3 separate regions of the Mus musculus genome follow, and regions 1 and 3 are each linked to region 2. Evidence: chromatin contacts called from public HiCAR-type and HiChIP or PLAC-seq data. All regions are on one chromosome and are shown on one strand. Each heading gives the region's core, a stretch centred on a gene start, on an enhancer-like site or on the middle of the called end of the contact. The rest is flanking DNA. Distances are from core to core; before and after follow the strand shown. Region 1 overlaps Marchf1 (membrane associated ring-CH-type finger 1). Region 2 holds the start of Tmem192 (transmembrane protein 192). Region 3 holds the start of Naf1 (nuclear assembly factor 1 ribonucleoprotein).

What was found. HiCAR-type assays count read pairs that join an accessible place to other places. HiChIP or PLAC-seq counts read pairs in DNA pulled down with a chosen protein or histone mark.
Region 1: an H3K4me3 HiChIP or PLAC-seq map of pro-B cells shows a contact between it and region 2, with 22 times the contacts expected there. The contact joins the enhancer-like site here to the promoter of Tmem192 in region 2. A contact is called at or near these places in 4 of 39 promoter capture datasets (cranial neural crest, embryonic stem cells, hippocampal neurons and 1 more), 2 of 15 datasets of contacts at CTCF or cohesin (large pre-B cells and pro-B cells), 6 of 484 Hi-C or Micro-C datasets (B cells, the N1E-115 cell line, Th1 cells and 3 more) and 13 of 115 datasets of contacts at active chromatin or transcription factors (the SCID.adh cell line, astrocytes, bone marrow-derived dendritic cells and 8 more).
Region 3: a HiCAR-type map of astrocytes shows a contact between it and region 2, with 6 times the contacts expected there. The contact joins the promoter of Naf1 here to the promoter of Tmem192 in region 2. A contact is called at or near these places in 2 of 39 promoter capture datasets (hippocampal neurons and pre-B cells), 7 of 484 Hi-C or Micro-C datasets (CD4 T cells, CD8 T cells, LSK cells and 4 more), 7 of 115 datasets of contacts at active chromatin or transcription factors (astrocytes, double positive thymocytes, effector CD8 T cells and 4 more) and 1 of 9 other capture datasets (adipose tissue).

What each region holds. Positions count from the first base shown.
Region 1 is chr8:66,437,359-66,441,547 of GRCm38.p6, forward strand. All of the region lies in intron 7 of Marchf1 (membrane associated ring-CH-type finger 1), which reads left to right. Among named protein-coding and RNA genes, the nearest start is that of Tma16, 47 kb to the right of the region's middle. Within about 2 kb of position 1,398, at least 59 of the 459 cell types and tissues checked have an H3K27ac peak or open chromatin away from gene starts, as enhancers often do. A contact at or near this core is called in bone marrow-derived dendritic cells, bone marrow-derived macrophages, pre-B cells and 1 more, where this site is marked.
Region 2 is chr8:64,945,745-64,949,820 of GRCm38.p6, forward strand. Tmem192 (transmembrane protein 192) reads left to right here and starts at 1,441. Exons shown (of 6, transcript NM_028427.3): 1 at 1,441-1,589. The coding sequence starts at 1,563.
Region 3 is chr8:66,857,939-66,862,365 of GRCm38.p6, forward strand. Naf1 (nuclear assembly factor 1 ribonucleoprotein) reads left to right here and starts at 2,279. Exons shown (of 8, transcript NM_001163564.1): 1 at 2,279-3,108. The coding sequence starts at 2,429.

The sequences.
Region 1 (4,189 bases), core at 148-2,647, 1.5 Mb after region 2:
AATGAAATACATATTTATCTTTCTTCTTCACTTTGCCTTACTGTCCCTTGTCCCTTGTTTCTCCTCCCTGATCATCTCTTAACACTGTCTCCCAGAGTGGTCCTTTGCTGGTCTGTTCTCCAACTGTTTCCTACGCAACTGTCTCTGCAAGGGTTTATCCTCCTTATCATCTTCTGACCACTGCCTCCCTCTGTGTATATGCTCACTCTCTCCTGCAGTTCTCTGCTCTCTTCTTAGGTCAAAGGGACCATTTTTTCTACATTCTGAATCATTAGCAACTCCCCAAATCCCCACCCCATCCTTCAAGTGCTAAGAAAACAAAACAAAGAGACACAGAGTTATGAGAATATTTTAAAAGGTTTGAATTGCTTATATTCCAGCGTATTCGAATGTACATACAAAGATAAAGATTGCAGATGAAATTAGGGGTAATTTTTATCTGTTTTACATTTCTATGTTTTATAAATTATTTCTAGTGAATAGGCAGTTGATAAAAAAAATGATAACATTGTAAAAGACATAGACACAAATTTCCATGATAGAGGCGAAGTCAGTACCAAGAGAGACAAGTGAAAAATAAATGGGAAAGTAGTATTGGGTCAATAGTTGAAGGGCATGGTTTGTTTGGACTGTACAGGGACCTTCTGTCCTCACAAATAAGAAGAAGGGAAGTGAGAGGGCTCAGAGCAGTTAAAAATATGCACTTAGTCTGAAGACAGGAAGTTAGGGGAGTTTACCCGTTAGGAGTATCCGTGTTCTCCAAAGCAGAAGTGATCTTTGAGCAGACCTACTGTCACATCAGGACATCCTCTCTTCGGGAATACTGTAGGAGTTAGAAGTTTTCCCCCTCCTGTCCCCATCACCCTCACAGCTGCACAAATGGCCTTTGATGACCCAGAGAACCCATGTTCAATGTAACTGGAGATTTGCTTGACTGTAGCACATTTGACCAGCATGACCTGAGACTTTCCCATCCCTGTCTCCCGCCTGCAAGTGCCTGAAGTTTATTTTCTATTTCTGCATAGATCATCCAGGCTGGCCTGCATCTCTTCCTGTGACTCTGAGCTTAGAGACTAGTCAGGTTGTAGAGTTCACCTCACATTTGGTGAGGTCAGCACCAGCAAAAAGAAAATGCCATCTTGAAGCAGGGCTTGCCACCTTTCCCAGCTGTGCCTCCTCCCTCTGCTTCCCCATCCTCTTCTCCTCAGAAGGAAGGACAGACATACTATTTGCATGCTTTATTCCAGAAGAGGTCAGCTTACATCTGTGTCCCCCATGGTTTCGGTTTCTGTGTCACGTAGTCATTGTGAAACTTCTTTAGAAGAATTGTATGAAGGACATCCCGGAATACCATCCACTTTTATCTGGCCACTAGCCAGGCGACATCAGTCCTGAACTCTGTACTCCTTGATGCTGACTGAGTAGCAAAGGCATTCATGGCCATCTGCACACTTGTTCCTCTTCCTGGGCCTTTTCTTCTCAGGCACATCCTCAGCCAAATCTCTGTTCCACACAGTACTACCCAGTTTAAGATATTCTAAAATTCCCTGCCCCTTCCCCTTGTATCACAGTCTATCAGAAGGTATTTATGATCTTCAATAGAACAGAGATACTTACAAAGAAATGTCAAAGAACCATGCTCCATTTTCAACTTGGTAATTGAACTTTGCCTCTTTGGTGGTTTGCTGTTAGTTTCACTGGTTACCATTTTTTTAGTTTTTAATTTTGTGTGTGTTTGTGTACTTGCACACATGTGCACATGTTTGCTGTTGGACGTGTGTCAAGGTCAGAATGACCATGAGAATCAGTTCTCTCCTTCTGCCATGTGGGATTGGGACATTGGACTCCAGTCACTGGGCTTTGCAGCAGACACCCTATCCTACTGAACCATCTCACTCACCCTGATAGGTTGCTTTTCTGAGGTAGGGTCACACTCTGTATGTAGCCCAGGCTGATCTAGAATTCATATAACAGTCCAAACTGGCCTCAAACTTGAGGCAGTCCTCCTGCCTCAGTTTCCTGAGTTTGCTGCGATTAAACACGGACAACCATACACAAATCTTTGGGGATTTTCTAGTTTTGTTTTGCTTTCTTTTAATTAAAAACTATTATAAGAATAAGGTCAGACTATGCAGTAATTTCTCCCACCAAGATGGGATCTAGTGATCTACAACAGCTAATGCTTCAGTAGAGAAAACAGTTCCTTATTGAATAAACTCATTAATAAATAGTAAACCGTAGTAATAAGTAGGAATGAATGACATAGAGAAGGAAACACTGTTAACCTAATTTCATAAAATTTCTAATTGGAAAGAACAGAATGTAATAAACTACTAAATAAGTGCTTTAAAATAAGTGTTCCTCGAGTAAGTATTATTTTTCTCCTTTATACCTTCCATGCGGAGAATTAAACCCAGGGCCTTGTATATGCCAAGCCAATGCTATCCCACTGAGTCACAATCCTAGCCCCCAAGATTACTCTTAAACATTAGACAGAAAAGTGGAGCTGTTATTGAAGGGGAATGTTGCCAGGTCTTAGAAAATTCCTCACAGGAATTTGCAAGCCTAAGGGGCCATTATAGGAAAGAGAGTATCTAGGCACAAGTTCTCTAAGTCCCAGAGAAATCACTCTGGCATTCCTCACACCTGTGTTAGATCCTGAGGCCTCCTGGGGCTGTCCTTATTATAAACCAATTTCTCCCTGAAGAGTTTGACCATGGTAGAATGGAACAGAGTTCCCCTTCGGATGATGCCAATACTAGCACAAAAGTGTCTGTCCCATATGTAAGTGAGCGTTTCCCGTTTTTCTCCCACTTAATTAGTCACTCTTCCTGTTGCTGTGACAAGACAACCATTTCCAACAAAATAAGCATCTTGAGAAGGGTTTGTTTTGGTTCATAAGTTGAAGTTAGAGAGAAGGTGATAGGGAAGGCATGATAATGGGAGCATAAGTCAGTCAGTCACATTCCTAGAAATAAAGAATAATCAAGTTTTAAATTGCATTCTTATTAATGCAAACATGTGTGAATGCCTGTGTACATACATGCATGCCTCTGTGTGTGTGTGAGAGAGCATGTGTGTGTGTGTGTGTGTGTGTGTGTGTGTGTGTATGTGTGTGTGTGCGCGCGTGCTCATGAGCATCTATGTGCAAGCATGCATGCATGCATGCGTATCTTATGAAGCATTTGTAGAGGTCAAATGACAACTTTGTAGAGTTTGTTTACTCCTTCAACCTTTGACCAGGGATTGAACTCAGATCAGTGAGTTTGCTCAGTCAATGCAGTAGGTGATCTGTACCCTCTCACCAGCCCCACTTTCTCCTTTTTATTCAGTCTAATACCTCGGCCTACGAAATGATGCCAGAGACATTCAGTGTGGGTATTTTCACTGCAGTTACCATGATCTAGAAATTCCTTCATGGACACACCCAGTAGTTTGTTTCTTTAGTGATCCTGCATTCTGTCAAGGAACAATATTACTAACCACCACTCCTAATACCAAGTGAGCTGAGAATCAGCCCTGAGAAGTGGAACTCATTCCAGTAGGGGTGCATTGTTTGAGAGTAGAATAAATAAGTCACACATCATATCAAAATACTTTTAAAACTGATTTTAGACATGTTAACTGAGACACTATTCATTTAAAAGTGGTACTAGATCTGAAACCTGAATCAATAAGTGACATATTAAAACTGAACTAGCTTCATTTAAGATCCAACACAACATTTGCAGATTTATTTCAAAATCTTAAGTGATTAAAAGACTCTCTACCAATAAAATAAAATAAAATGAATGAATGAATAAATAAATAAATAAACTCTCTAAATTCTGTGCAATATTGAGATGTGAGGGTAGCATTGAGTCCAGACAGGATGGGTAGATAAGAATGTTTTTGATTCATGAAAATAAGCATAGACAAAAGGAGTGTCCATAGAATTGAGCTTATTGTGAGTGTGTGTAGGGAGGATAAAGAGACTTTCCTTTCTCTTTGCTGCCATCTAAAGGAATATTCTAGAATGATATTTAACAACAGTGAAATGCCGTTGAAAAGCAATATAAGAGCTTATAACATCAAAGCCTATTATCTCTTATTGATGTGCAATTACACAGTCTCCTAATCTAATAAACACTCCAAATTTCACATCTGCCACCCCAACCAGTGATTTTCTTTTCCATCAACTAAAACAACC
Region 2 (4,076 bases), core at 191-2,690:
TAGAGAGGAAGGAGCCAACATGATTCAGCTAGCTGTTCCAGGACACGAGGACAGGCATTCTTTCCAATGGACAAGTCTAGTCACTGTCCTTGGGGCCCAGTCTGCTCGGCGTTGATGACATCTTTGCCTTCCAATTCCTCTTCAACCACAGACCTTGAGGACTCTTCCTCAAATCTCTCTTCATTCTTCATGAGATATCTCGTGTAACCCAGGCTTGCCTCTAACGCACTATAAAGCAAAGCCTGGCTTTGATATCACGATTCTCTTGTCTCCTCTAAGACCTGGGACTACAGGTGTGTGCCACCACACCCACTTCCCCAGTTGGATTCTGTGTGTGTGTGTGTGTGTGTGTGTGTGTGTGTGTGTGTGTGTTTAAAACTTGGCCTGCAGAGATGGCTCAGTGCTTAAATGCACTAACCACTCTTCCAAAAAAAACCTGGGTTTGATTCCCAGAACCACTGTCTAACTCCAGTGTCTCATCTGGCCTCCCTGGGCAATAGGCACACACACAGTGCATAGCCACACATGCAAATAAAACACTGAAATGCATAAAATAAAAGCATTTTAAAAATACTTTGTATATAAAACAAAACAACTCATCCGTTGCGATGATGCACACTAGCGATGCCAGATTTCACTGTGTGAAGGCAAGTGGATCAGGAACTGAAGGCCCGTTTCAGTGCACATCAATTTCTAGGTCAGTGTGAGCTACTTGAGACTTTGTTTTAATTTTTACAAAAATGAGGACTGGGCAATGAATGGCTTTTGCTGTCAAGTCCAGGATTCACATAGTGGAAGAACTGACTTAATCTTGGGTCAAGTGTGGCGGCTCATCCGAGCATTCCACTAGGCAACAAAGACAGGCGAATCTCCGAGGGTTCAGTCTGGTCTACATAGTGAGTTCCGGAACACGTAGCGCTATGTAGAGAAACCCTGTCTCATAAAAACAAAACTGAAACCAAAAATAATCAAAGGACAGAAAAAGAAGAGATGGGGAAGGGGAAAACAGAAACAGAATACCTTAAAAAAAAAAAAAAACTACAGAAATTTCCTGTGGAGACATCTGTAAATCGTGTTATAGAAATTGGAATCTATTCTAATTAAGTCCCTCTACAGGTGGAATTGCGATTTTTACTGCGTCTTTTTCCAAACAGAGCTATCTATATTGTTGCAAACAAAAATTGCGCCAACAGAAATAAGTTAATATTCTAAAGAGAAGTAGTTTACTTGGTTTAAATGGTTGCTCGAGAAATTCATCCTTTAATTTCCAAATCTCTGATAAATGGATGAAGCAACAGTTTAGGGGAAACCCCAAAACAACCGCCTGGGCTACACTGCAGCTCAAAGCTGGAGTCTGCAGGGGGGGCCACGCCCCTGGCTGCTGATCGGCTGATCTAGGTGGAGGGGCGTGGCCTTCGGCGGCCGGGGCGGGGCGAGCGCAGAGTGGGTGTGTCCGAGGCGGGGCGCGCAGGTCCTAGTAGGTGCGACTGTCCCGGGCCGTCGGCGCCCGGGCGCTGGTGGAGAGGTCAGGCTGGCGGGGCATCGGCCCGCGACGGCGGGTCATGGCGGCGGCCGGCCGGCTGGAGGACGTGAGTGAGGCGCCGAGCCCTGTCCCCGCCATTCGGCTTCCTGTGCTGGGCTCAGGGGGCGGAGACTGCGGGCTAGGAGCTAACCAGAGCCGCAGCGGCTCGACCATCGGGGACGCAGGGTGCGGGGTGACGCGACGGGCGGGGACCGCGGACCCCGGGAACGTCTTCCTGAACGATCGGAGGGACACGGCAGGGTGGGCGTGCGGGACCCTTCACTCGGCGGCTCACGTGCAGTGCGCGTCTTTGGTTCCGGAAATGGGAGCTTCACGTGATGCGAGCTGGCTTGATCTGTCCTTCCTGGGAGAGACTGACAGGCGGGCTTGCAAGCCCGGGTGACCCGGCTTCTGTGGGCCCTCCTGCGTTGGTCGGAGAGCACCCGGAACTTGGAGTGACTCTAACCTCCAGCATCCCTCGGGCGGACTTGTAGCTCTCATCTCCCGGAAACGCAGATTGGCGCATAACAGTTATCATGTGCTGTTTTGAATGTAGGCATGATAGGAACAGTGCTTGGTTGCTTTAAAAAAAAAAAGTATTCGGTTGCCCAGTTCATGATGTAGCCATTATAGAATAATACAGTTGCAAAAATCTTGAGTTTGCAAGCTCATTAAGACACTGATTTATTTGAAATTGGGTGTGGGGCGGGGGAAACACTTTGGGAGGAAACATGCGTTTGTTTCCAGAACAAACTGTTTTGTCCAGTGGCATAATACAATTCCTGCCCTTGAGAAATGCAAGGCTGACATTATCTTAGCACAGTGACCTGAGCTAATAACTAATAAAAACATTATCATGGTCTTAGTATAAAAGTACATCAAAATAATAATAATAATAATGATAATAATAATAATAATTAATAATAGCAAGGTTCCAGAACTGTAAGGGCTTAGATTCTTGTGTGTTTGGGTCCTGCAGTCATTTATTTATTTATTTGTTTATTTAAGACTTGCTATGTAGCCCTAGCTGGCCTGGTACTCATTATATAGCCTAACCTGGCCTCAGATTTGCCTATCTTCCCTGACTCAACCCATTTTAATGCTAGGATGATGTAGCTAGTTACATTTTCTTGATGAAATATGTTTCTAACAGCAGGACTAATCTAGTTATTTTTCAACTGAGAAAATGGGAAAGCAACTACTACTTGGAAACTTAATACTTAGGCCTCTCATGGAGGGCAGTCTTGTAGCTGCCCTAACCAGACTAATCCTGGCACTATGTCATGCCATATGGCCACCTCTACCTCTCTGCTCAGCTCTGGTCCTGTTTACCCCCTTGTCTGCTGGCTGAATCCCTCACCTCTGATTTCTTCTCCCAGAATCCCTTTCTCTCCTGGAAAAGCCACCCTCCACTTCCTGCCTAGCTCTTGTCTCTCCTCTCCTTATTACAGCCAATCAGATACGATTCTAGATCAGATGGGGAGAATGAATATTTACAAAATAGAAACCCAGTAATGGGCTGTAGAAATGGCAAGACCAGGATTCTGCCAGCATTTAGCTCTCTGCTGGTCCAGAATTAGCAATTGGAAACACAGAGACACACCTTCACAGAATGTACCCCAACTTGAATATGCTGCTGTTTCCTTACCTGAGATCTGTCGTCTACAAACGGCCTTTTGTTGTATGACTACCATCAGACCAAGAGAGGGAGAGGGGAAATATTTAAAGATATTCCCACATGGATTTTTGTTTTTTGTTTTTTTGTTTTTTTTTTTACAGGCTCATACTAGGTAACTCAGGCTAGCCCCTGGCTTACAGTAATCCTCCTCCTGAAGCCTCCTACATGCTGGGATTATAAACAGCACATGCCACTATACCTGGGTCCCAGTAAGGCTTAATACAGCATAGACATCAAGTCCCCAAAGGAAGCAGTTACTGGGGGAAGAAAATGAAGAGACAGTATTGAGGTCAAAACAATAGCTGAGTTCTTTGGTAGTAACTCACTCGATCATAAGTCATGGCAATGGGTTGGGCGAACGTGGTAGAGTTCTTGCTCGTTTAGCATCCACACAACCCTGAGCTCAGTCTTTAGCACCACATAAACCAGGCATGGTAGCACACACCTGTGGTCCCAGCACTGAGGAAGTAAGGGGAGGGAATCTTAAATTCAAGGTCACCCTTGGCCTTAGGGAGTTACAGACCAAAATAGAGGAAGTGAAGGAATGATTTGAGGTTCTGGGGATGTAGTTCAGTGTTAGAGCAGTTGTGTAACACACATGAGGTCCTAGGTGTGGGGTGGGGGGAGACTTGTAAGAAGATAGAAAAGTTGATTGATGAATTGATTGAAAATGATTCAAGCCAGGCAGTGGTGGCTCACTCTTTAATCTCGGCACTCAGGAACTAGAGGCAAGTGGATCTCTGAGTTGGAGACTAGCCTGGTCTACTTAGTGAGTTCTACAGTAGCCAGGGTGACAGAGACACCTTGTCTTGGGGAAAAAGAAAGAAAGAGAGAGAGAGAGAGGAAGGAAGGAAGGAAGGAAGGAAGGAAGGAAGG
Region 3 (4,427 bases), core at 1,029-3,528, 1.9 Mb after region 2:
TTTATGGCTACTGAGAGTATTATAGTTACGTTACTTCCCAGACTGCACACTGCAGTTTCTTACCTTCTTCTACTTCACAAATATCTCTTGTTTTCCAACTTATCTTTTTTACTGAACTATGAATTCCTTCTGAGGAGGATTGTGATTCATTAGTCTTCTTATACAAGCAAGCTATACAGCAGTGCATAGCTCAAAACAATGCTAAGTAAACAATTTTGGAATGAGCAGATGAGTTCTGGAATTCTCCTTGAGCTCTGCTTCTGATCCTAACTCTTTATTGATTGCTTGTCTTGTATCTTTAAATTTCCTTTAGCATTTTCAATTGACTACGATGTTTTTTTCTGAGTCAATTTTAAACAGTCATTAGCATTTTTTCAACTTCTCCAGTTTTACAGGTGTCTTAATCAGGGTTTCTATTCCTGCACAAACATCATGACCAGGAAGCAAGTTGGGGAGGAAAGAATGTACTCAGCTTACACTTCCATACTGCTGTTCATCACTAAAGGAAGTCAGGACTGGAACTCAAGCAGGTCAGGAAGCAGGAGCTGATGCAGAGGCCATGGAGGGATGTTAGTTACTGGCTTGCTTCCCCTGGCTTGCTCAGCTTGCTTTCTTATAGAACCTAAGATTACTACCAGCCCAGGCATGGCACCACCTACGAGGTGTCCTCCCCCCTGTATCACTAATTGAGAAAATGCCTTAAAACTGGATCCCATGAAGGCATTTCCTCCTTTCTCTGAGATAACTCCAGCTTGTGTCAAGTTGACACAAAACCAGCAAGTACAATAGATAACATCAACTTCTTTGTTCTTTCCTAGGTCACAAATTTTCTAGTACCTTGTTAAGGTCTTAAGATTTTGAATTGTCATTTATTCTACCTCATTGACTTAACCCCTAGTTTAGACTGCAATCATCTAATTTCTGAAAAAAATATAACATTTTGCTGCCCACAGAAATATTCTAAATAACATGTTGTCTCTTCTAAAATTCAGCTGTGTATCTCTACATATCAGTCATTATCAATGATACATATTATTCATAAATCCATGCTTTGGTTCACTTTGCAGGGGTATCTGTACAATGAATGCATGCTAGACAAGTCTTGCTTCTCTATACCATCTTATTTAATGTTCTATAAACTAAATGAGATAGTATTTTTGTCTGTATTCTACAGGTAAGTAAGATTTAGTTACACCCGGTTGCATATTTCAAGAAAAATGATAGAATTGGGGTTTTAGGATATGAGTATTTACTTGGGAAATATTGCCTTAGTACCTACCGTCTTGGATTTCTATTTCATCTGGAAGGGTTTCCAGGACACAGCCCACCAATTTTAACTTTCCATTGTTGTGCCTTTGAACAGTCTATTCTATACTTCAATTCTCTGCCAAGGATTCACCTTTGCTTTTAAAACTCACATTGGATTGTAAGCATTGTAATGTGCAGGAATGCCTGGATTGCTTCTTCTTTTACTTTAACTGAGAGTCTTCTATGGAGCTCCTACAATCAATTGTCAGTAAATAACATATAAAATTTTACATAGTCCTTCATGAATATGTATGCCTACTAAGTTGTTGCAATATTATTAGGTGAGACATTGATGCATCAAATTGAAGACCCAGAAAACCAGAAAAGTTTGATCTTTTCCTAAATCTTCTTTTGTAGTCTTGGCCTGTCCTGGAACTAGCTCAGTAGACCAGGCTGGCATCAAAATCACAGAGATCCACCTACCTCTGCCTCCTGAGTGCTGGGAATAAAAGCATGCACCAACACCTGGCGATAACTCCCCAAGTCTTAAGAACTTGGTGCTTGAGTGCCTTACAATCTGACGAAAAGATCTCCAGATTAAAATGCTACATTTTAGAGTCACCCCACACTTCCTATGAAGCAGCATCAACTATGATATAGCCCTGCCATAACATTATCAGTAAAATCCTTTACAACTCTTGTCTTTTCAATATACTGGAGAAAGAAAAGTATTGTTTTTTCTCTCACGGTGAGAATGTAAATGTGGTTTTATTTTCATTTAACTTTCAAGATAAATTACTAAAAGCGTCTTTTGAAGACGTTCTGACTCAAGATTCTCAAGTACAGAAACTAGTACTATAATCCTCATTCATTCCCACCACGCCTGGAAGCCCTCGCTTTAGTGAGCAGCACAGTTCACCAGAAGCAGTGAACTTGGCGGACTTAGGACCGCGCGGAAGCCAAGTTTCCTCCATAGTTGGAATCCTTCAGCCCCTGGGAACCGGCGTCTCGTTCATGACGTCACCGGCCCTCCCGGAAGTCCCGTGAATGATGCCGGGGGCGTGTCCTCAGGTCGGTCCGCGTGCGGTTACCTGAGAAACGCGCGGGCTTCAGCGTGGCCGAGTTGGCTAGCTTGGCTTCTGAGGAGACCCTCGCGCTGCTCTGCGGCCCGGGCGGCGCCATGGAGGTGGTGGAGGCCGCCGCGCAGCTGCAGACGCTCAAGTTCGGCGGCTCCGGCCAGGGGTCGGCAGCACCGCAGCCACCTGAGGATCGCCGGGAGGCCCCGCCGCCGGGGGTGCAGCCGCCGCCGCCAGCCCCGAGCTCGGATCCCGGCGGAAGACCACCGCCGCTGCCAGCCCCGAGCTCGGATCCCGGCGGAAGACCACCGCCGCTGCCAGCCCCGAACTCGGATCCCGGCGGAAGACCACCGCCGCTGCCAGCCCCGAGCTCGGATCCCGGCGGAAGACCACCGCCGCTGCCAGCCCCGAACTCGGATCCCGGCGGAAGACCACCGCCGCTGCCAGCCCCGAGCTCGGATCCCGGCGGAAGACCACCGCCGCTGCCAGCCCCGAACTCGGATCCCGGCGGAAGACCACCGCCGCCGCCAGCCCCGAGCTCGGATCCCGGCGGAAGACCACCGCCGCCGCCAGCCCCGAACTGGGATGCGGGCGGAAGACCACCACCGCCGCCAGCCCCGAACTCGGATCCCGGCGGAAGACCGACTCCGCCGCTGCCAGCCCTGAACTGGGATGCGGGCGGAAGACCACCGCCGCCGGGCGGGGCCTGGGTCACCGGCCGGAACGCCGCGGAGCCGCCGCCAGTGCTGCAGGCCTCGGACTCCTCGGACTCGGATTCGGACAGGTCGAGTGCACGAGAGGCCGGAGGGGGGCCGGGGACACGGGGCCTGGGGAGCGGGGCGCGCGGGCGTGCTCTGCGGGGCGGCGCAGCCGAGCTCCGTGCCACGTGCTCTCTGGGAGCTGGGACCCCGGGCTCGCCGGAGTGCTTCCCATGGTCCCAGCTACTTCTAGGAGTTCCCGCTTCCTTTCCAAACGTGATAGTCCCCAAAGTTACACGTGAAGTTAGTCACATGTTTGCAGTGTAGAAGCCTCGACGTTGGTAGATTATTTGTAAAATTACTCTGCTATGTTATTACCATAGGAACTCAGTTTAACATGTGCATTGGGGTTAGAAATTCTGACTCTTGTTTCAGTTCAGAATTGCTACGTTTTTCGTCGAGACTACTTTTTTGAGACCTCAGGAGTTAAGGGTCAGGAACAGGATTACCTTATGTTTCAAACTTCATTGCCCCCCTTTCCAGCGAGGATCTGGTGTAGCCCAGACTGGTCTGTAGCCTGGGAGGCTGACGTTGAACTCCTTGGTCCTCCTGTCTCCACCCTCCCAAGTGCAGGGTTGTACAACCATCCACTACTGTTCTCTACAAGTTGCTTCTTGACAGTTAATGGTATTCTGTAGACTCTTCATAGGGAGCTGGGTTCTATGAAATTTGCAAACCAGTTTCTTGGTATTTGGGGCTCTGTGCTTTACACAGACATTTCCTCTGTGTGTTGTTCATTTGTGGAAGAAGGCCCAGAACATAGAAGGCTATCAAACTACAAATGTTTGAGTAAGCATGGGGTGAGGGGGTTTCGGGAGATGGAACACTTTTAGGAAACCACTGAGAGAGGCAAGGGAGAATGGTTTCTACAAAAAGGAGAAGGTGTGAAGAGATTGGTGGAGGGAGCTAAGCCAATTATGAACAGCTTGGTTTTTTGGCAGTTCTAAGATGGTAGTCATCTTGTAAGCAGAGCCTGCACTATTGGGGAACAGATACAGGGGGTCGATCAGGAGCCAGAGTTGGAAAGGAAGCATGGGATACAGTCAGTAGTATTGGGAATTGACTTGTGACCCGTGTGGCAGAGGATACTACCTGTGTGCTAGGTAGATAATGTTTTGTTAATAGAACCATTCATTTCAAGTGTTTGATAATCGCTGTGTGACTTTTTCTGGGGAGATGTGAACAGACATCTCTTCATTCCAGTTTGTGCACCCAAGCCTAGCTCCATGAGCAATGCACATATTGTGCTTCTATTCAAGAGCATGGGTGACTCAAAGGTAGCTGTATCATGGGCAAGCCCACGTAGCTTGGGTGACAGAAAAGTAGTATCAGTGGAGCTCCTTGC